Linked DNA regions of Hordeum vulgare: region 2 is linked to region 1. The links are chromatin contacts, called in public Hi-C maps. All regions are on one chromosome and are shown on one strand. The core of a region is the stretch at or near the end of the contact, and the rest is flanking DNA. Distances in the headings are between cores, read along the strand shown.

What was found. Hi-C and Micro-C count contacts between places; a contact is called where the count stands out from the background.
Region 2: a Hi-C map of seedling shows a contact between it and region 1, with 3 times the contacts expected there. The contact joins the promoter of LOC123398511 here to the promoter of LOC123452188 in region 1. A contact is called at or near these places in 1 of 6 Hi-C or Micro-C datasets (seedling) and 1 of 1 datasets of contacts at active chromatin or transcription factors (embryo).

Annotation. Positions count from the first base shown.
Region 1 is chr5H:525,437,793-525,441,243 of MorexV3_pseudomolecules_assembly, forward strand. It overlaps LOC123452188 (transmembrane emp24 domain-containing protein p24beta3-like), which reads right to left and starts at 1,560. Exons shown (of 4, transcript XM_045128793.1): 1 at 1,156-1,560. The coding sequence starts at 1,368.
Region 2 is chr5H:525,577,227-525,580,691 of MorexV3_pseudomolecules_assembly, forward strand. LOC123398511 (UDP-glucose flavonoid 3-O-glucosyltransferase 7-like) reads right to left here and starts at 1,481. Exons shown (of 1, transcript XM_045092973.1): 1 at 1-1,481. The coding sequence starts at 1,445.

The DNA.
Region 1 (3,451 bases), core at 310-2,809:
CTGTTTATGCAACATCCCAGCGTGACAGGAAGCAACTCCTTTAGAGCCTTCTCCACTGATGTGATTCTTTTCCGAGTTCAACTGTTGTGTTGCTTTGGTAAACTGAATCACCGTAGGAAAATATTTCAGTATTTTGATGACCAGTTGGGCCTGAATTCTCAACTTAAGTCCACATTTGTTGAAAGCAAACTCTAACAAAACAGGTCGACTGAATCAAATTGTCAACTAAATCCAGATGTCAGTCTTATTGTCCCTTATACACCAGATAACAAAGCATCCAAATACAAAGGAACCAGAGAAGACAATCATTTTACACGTAGATAAACAAACACATCAATTATCAAGCATGTATATAATAACTCTAAATATATTTTTATAGAAAGTACGCCTAGGCGTACCATAGCTTTATAGAAGGCAGAATTACAGTACAAGAAATCTATCACTCGATGCGAACAACGAGTATAGCACGGACACCACAACCGACAAACCCAAAGATAAACAACACCGCCCAGCGAGCTACAACCCAAAAGAGCCTATCCTAAGCTGAAACAAAGCACAGCGTCTCGACTGACGCCGAACAGCACCGAAGACCAAACAACTTCCGCAGAGAACTGATCCTTTAACAGTGATTCAAGTAAAGGAAAACCTATCGCTGTTGGGAAGGTACCGTACGTTCATTGACTCCTATACACCAAGGATTATGAATGCAGAAATACAAGTGTGAAAGGATTAATACAATGTTTTATCCAGTGGACAAATAACCAAATCATAAAATAGACTACCCAGACGTAAATTAGCATCTTGTGGGGTAAATGTATCCACACGCAATACATCCAGCCTGAAGGATCGGTAGCTTGCTGTGGCAAATGTATGACAAAAGAGCACGGCAATCCACCAAAGATCCGGACTTTGAGCCAGAGCACAACAGAATTTGATCGACATCGCTTGAAATCACCAAATCGCCAAAGGTATTTCGCACCACAAGCCGCAGATCCCACGAGGAGGCCCAAATTCCACTTGATCCCCAAATCAACCCCCCAGATCCCAACTAAAATAACCCATAAACCCAGCTAAATCCAGACCGTCGTAGCTAGATTACAAGCGCGAGTAGAAGGTAGGCGATAGGAGGTGGGGGGATCGGCCGGGGTACCGTACCGTGAGGTCGATGCCGGGGTGGTCGGAGCTCCAGAAGATGTCGTGGTCGACGACGACGAAATTCCCCGTGACGGAGTCGCCCTCGTAGGGCACGAACTCGTGGATGCACTCGGTGTCCGTCACGGTAACCGACAGCGCCTCCGCCCGCCACCCTGCGGCCGCCGCCAGCGCCAGCGCCGCTACCAGCAGCATCGCCGGCCGCCACCTCGCCATGGCCCGCCGGTGGGTAGCCGATCGAACGCTCGTACCAGAAGCACCAGCGCCGCTGGTCTAGGGCTGGGGTTCAGGTGGGGCGGGCGGTGAGCTCCGGTCGCGCACGGCGGGGTCGGGGAGGGGAGGGGAGGGCACGCGAGACGGAAGTCACGAGGGCGAGATTGGAGACGGGGAAGGGGAAGATGTCGCGTGTTTTTGCAATAAAGGACTCTGCTATTTGCGTAATAGTGCGACATGCCGACGTGGAGTTTGTGCGACGTGGCCGTGTAACTACGAGTAGCTGAGCTGTCGAGTGCGTGGCGTCCTTGAGCTGCCCGTCAAAGGCGCCTCTGTAATTTTACGTAAACATAATAATGGACACGCATTAGGGTTAGCCACAGTGTTGCCAAGTGGCGGACGGAGAGGAGATGGGAAGGTGCTGATTGTATAAGAATGTAAATGACTGAACAATGATCTCTTTCTTTCATTCATCTCAGAATCACATATGTATACAAGGATTCGGGACGCATCAAAGAGGCGTCTGTACGGTCGAATTTGTCCGTACGACGCTTGGACACTAATAACTGACTAATGACAAACTAATGATGGTTTGTTAATGACTGTCCATATTTGTCGGTTCGTAACACTCCCCCTTATACAACGTCATCTTGAATAATCCATTATTGAAAGCTTCTTACATATTCATCATTCATCTCTTGAGATTCTTCCCTAAAACCCCGTGGGAAATAATATGAGAAGAAATGTATAGATATGTTGTTAAAAACTTCTTTAAACCCAGTGGGAAATGATAAGGAGAAAATGATGCAACACATAGTGATTATTCTCTCTTGATAACTCATATGAGAAAAACCTTCAAAGAAGAAGAAAATTATTAGTGAGTTTTAGAGAACAATATAATGTTCATGCTTAACGCAGGCACTAAATAACAATTATTTAAGTTCATAACTAATCCTGATGGTAACTGAAGGGAAACTGTGCCGACGACGATTGCATCAACCTTGGAACCATTTTCCTTGCACATCGTCACTTCATCCTTCGCCACCCTTCGCTTATTCCGCAGTTCCTGTTTCGAGTTGCAAATACGAGCAACAAAACCGGTATCGAATACCCACGCACTACTACGAGAGCTGGTTAAGTACACATCAATAACATGTATGTCGAATATACCTGATTTTTCCTTGACCGCCTTCTTATCAACCAAATATTTGGGGCAGTTGCGCTTTCAGTGACCCAGTGCCTTGCAATAATAACACTCTGTTTCAGGCTTAGGTCCAGCCTTGGGTTTCTTTGTCGGATTGGCAACAGGTTTGTCGCTCTTCTTGGAGTTACCCTTCTTGCCTTTGCCGTTTCTCTTGAAACTAGTGGTCTTATTCACCATCAACACTTGATGCTCTTTACGGAGTTCTGACTGTGCGACTTTCAGCATCATGAATAACACGTCGGGTGACTTGTTCATCCCTTGCATGTTATTGTTCAACACAAAGCTCTTGTAGCTTGGTGGCAGTGATTGAAGAATTCTGTCAGTCATAGCCTCTTGCGGGAGTTCAATCCCCAGCTCAGCTAGACGGGTTGAGTACCCAGACATCTTGAGCATATGTTCACTGACAGACGAATTCTCCTCCATCTTGCAAACATAGAATTATCGGAGGTCTCATACCTCTCGATCCGGGCAGCATTCTTCTGAAATATAAACTTCAACTCCTGGAACATCTCAAATGCTCCATGACGCTCAAAGCGACGTTGAAGTCCCGGCTCTAAGCCATACAAGACTACACATTGAACTACTGAGTAGTCCTCCTTACGTGTTAACCAAGCGTTATTAACATCTTGGTCAGCCGTAGCGGGTGGTTCATCTCCTAGCGCAGCATTAAGGACATAATCCTTCTTTCCACCCTGCAGGAGCAACTTAAGATTACGAGCCCAGTCTACAAAGTTGCTTCCATCATCTTTTAACTTAGCTTTCTCTAGGAACGTATTAAAATTCAGGGTGACTGTCACGTGAGCCATTGATCTATAACACAAATATTTCAAAGTGGACTTAGACTATGTTCAAGATAATTAGAGTTTAACTAATCAAATTACT
Region 2 (3,465 bases), core at 231-2,730, 140 kb after region 1:
GCTCTGGACCTCATCTTGTCCCACCGCTCTCCGCCGTCCATGAACCCGGCCACCGCCTGACCGATCGCCTCCGCTGGCACGGTGTCCGCGTCATCCACCCTCACGTTGCGCTTGCCGCCGTCCCACAAACGTGAGCCGAACGCTGCCACCTCGGTGACCAGCCGCTCGTTGATGAACTGCTCGAACACTAGCGGCCACGTCAGCACCGGCAAGCCTGCCGACGCGGCCTCCAGCACCGAGTTCCACCCACAGTGTGTCAGGAACGCGCCCACCGACGGGTGAGCCAGCACCGCCAGTTGCGGAGCCCACCCTCGGACGAGCATGCCGCGGTCGGCGACGCGCTGCTCCCATCCCTCCGGCACCCACAACCCATCCGAGTCCTCAGAGCGGACCACCCACAGGAATGGCTTGTTCGAGGCCTCCAGCCCCAGCGCGAGCTCGCGGATCTGCCGCGCTGAGAAGCAAGCCCAGCTCCCGAAGCAGGCGTACACCACCGATCGGCTCGGCTTGGTCGATAGCCACTCTAGACAGTCGACGTTGCCGTCGCCGCCCCGGTGCACGGCGGAGTCTATCGGCAGGCTGACGGGGCCGACGAAGTAAGCGCGACGCGCGTCGACGCGTCTGTACTCGTCGCAGTACGGTTTCTCGAGGTCGGCGAAGGTGTTCACGATCACTCCGAAGCCGGCGAGCTGGGCCGCCTTGATGTTGTCCCACTCCATAGAAAGAACGGCGTCCTGGAGGAGGAACTCCGGGAGCTCCGACGGCGGGATGGCGATCTCCTTCCCTGGCATCCCCGGCACGACCACCGACGGGGCGGCAACGCCGTCCCGGATTATGTCCGAGCGGATGGCGTAGAGGTTGTTCAGGGCGAGTTGCGCGAAGATGCCGACGGGATGGAACGTGAGGCGTGGGACGCCGATCTCGGCGGCGATGTCCGTGACCCACCAGAAGGGCACGTCGGCGACAACGGCGTCGGGGCGGTGCTCCAGGAGCAGCTTCTTGTGGATCGGCTGCGAGAGGTCCACGGCGCGGTACACCCGCCAGGCGTCGTGCTGGGCAGCGGCGCCGAGGCACTCCACCCCGCTCTCCAGGCCGACGTCCGGGAACGGGTAGCGGAGCAGGCGCACCGAGTGCCCCTCGTCCATGGCGCGCGTGACCGTGGTGGCGATCAGCGTCCCGTTGGCAGGCGTTACCACCATCGTGGCCTCTACCTTCGCCGGCCGCGCCGCGGCCATGCGGCACGCCAGGTCGGTCAGCGGGAGGAGGTGCCCCCGCGCGAAGAAGGGCAGGAAGAACACCCGCAGCGGGCGTCTCCCGCCATCACTGCTCGCGTTCATACCCGCAGCAGCCTCCATTGAAGGAGAGGTAGAATAGGCAACTGCACTGAGTTTCACGATTTCACGACCGTTTCCAGATCCATGAATATCTCCCGAGTTCGTTATCATCGCGGGGGCGTGGACACGTGCTGCGTGCAGGTGTGGTCTGGGCATCTCTGCATGTATGCATGCATGTGTGTGTATCGATCTGTTGCTAAACTACTCTACCATGGAGTATTCTGATCTGAAATGTGAATTTAATTTGCAGAACATACCTGATAATGTTCATGACATGTTTAATGTGTGATTGAAATGCTACAGTAAAAAATGATATAGATTAAGAGGTTGTTGGTATGTCGCTATATTTTGGATAAATTGGAATTTGAGAAATTGAGGAGTATTTGATAACAACAAGCCTAGTGATACTTGTGTTCGTATATTGATAATTAGAACGCTTCATGACTGTTCATTTTGCAGAGAAAACCATAAAAGCGAGAAACACTAAGGTGGGTCGAAAAAAAATGTTGGGGTCATCGCTGGCATAGTGTGGTGCGCGACCAACTCGGGCACTTTGTGTGATGCGAGGGACCTTCATCGGGCCGAGCCGGTCGGGACAGGGTGCACAACAATGAGAAAAATGGTCATGAAAAACTACCGAACTGGCATATCAGTTACACCTGACAGTTGTGACCCACCGATCATAATGCTCATAAATTTTAAACAGGATAAATTGTGAGAACACTTTCGCTAAAAGGGGTAAAATGGACGAAATCTTGTTAAACGAGGTAATTAGTGTCAAAAATGTTAAAATAGAGGGTAAAACCCGGAAGTAACTCATTTTTTGAAGATGTTAGCTTGTTGGGCATTTTGAAAATAAAGGAATGTGAGAGTATTTCGCAACAAGGCGTCCTTACCCTTGCACGTTATTGCGGCAATCAAGGTGGAGGCAAAACTTTGGGTGCTTGCATGGGCAAAATCGCTGGATAACATATTACCGCAAGAATGATCCCTTTGTGTTTTTGTTTGACCTTTACGGTTATGTAATAAACATACTTTGTTCTCCTCTTGTCATTTAACGAGATGAGGCAAAACAAATTACCTCCGTTTAGAATAAATCTTAGACGACCCGCAAACTGTCCGCATCCGTCTGGACCGTGGAGTCATCCAAAGCGGTTTTATATGGTGTGTCGAGAGGTCTGGATGTGTTTTCTCCAACAAATTGGAGAGAAAGTGGGGAGGGGGGGGGGGCTTTGCGGGAGTCCGGGGAGCAGCCACGTAAGACTCTGACATTCCCGGTCCACCCAATCTCACCTCTCAGTCCCATTTTCTTCCACTCCAACCCTTCCCCTCTTACTTTGCATCCGCACCCTCCACCTCCGCCTCTACTGTTGTACGTCTCTGGCCGCCATAGAGGTATCATCAATCGTCCGCAACCAGCACCGACATAGCTGCTCGCCTGTACAATGAAGTTGTCCACCCTCGAGCAGTTTGTACCCAGATACAGTTCGCGCCTTGTAGACGACCTTCATAGCGAACACCATGCTCGGAAGGTGTTCGGTTAAATTCCATTGCGGTTATTTTCGAACACTATGTCGTTTTTTAGAGTACGAAGGACCTACTCAACCATGAAGGACGAGTTGTGTGATGCATGGTTGGCCGCATCCACGGATTTCATAGGCATGAGCAGTGATGAGACCTTTTAACAGCAAATGCGTGAATCGTTTCACACACAAAAACACATTGGGCCCTACGACATGTTACATCATTCAAGAACGCAATGTGAGGTCGTTATTGTGTCACTCGTATGTTATACACACCAACATCACCAAATTTTATAATGTGGTTCGTCAGCTCACGACAGATTGCGAGATCGTAAGTTTTGCTTCCTTTTGCTCAACTTGTTGATTAATTCATTCACTCAATGTTGTATAGCCTGCACGCATTGCCGTGATGTACCATGGGACAAATGGGCAGCCATTTACATACACACTATTGAATAGAGCTGAATGGAGAGCATGTGTAGGAGGGTATGATCCGTTGATAAAAAATATGTTAAACATCTGATTAATCTAGTTAAATTTTAGACATTGTTGTATTAGACTTAATTTACATGTTATTTATGGATAATTTATTGTATTTTCTGTTCAAA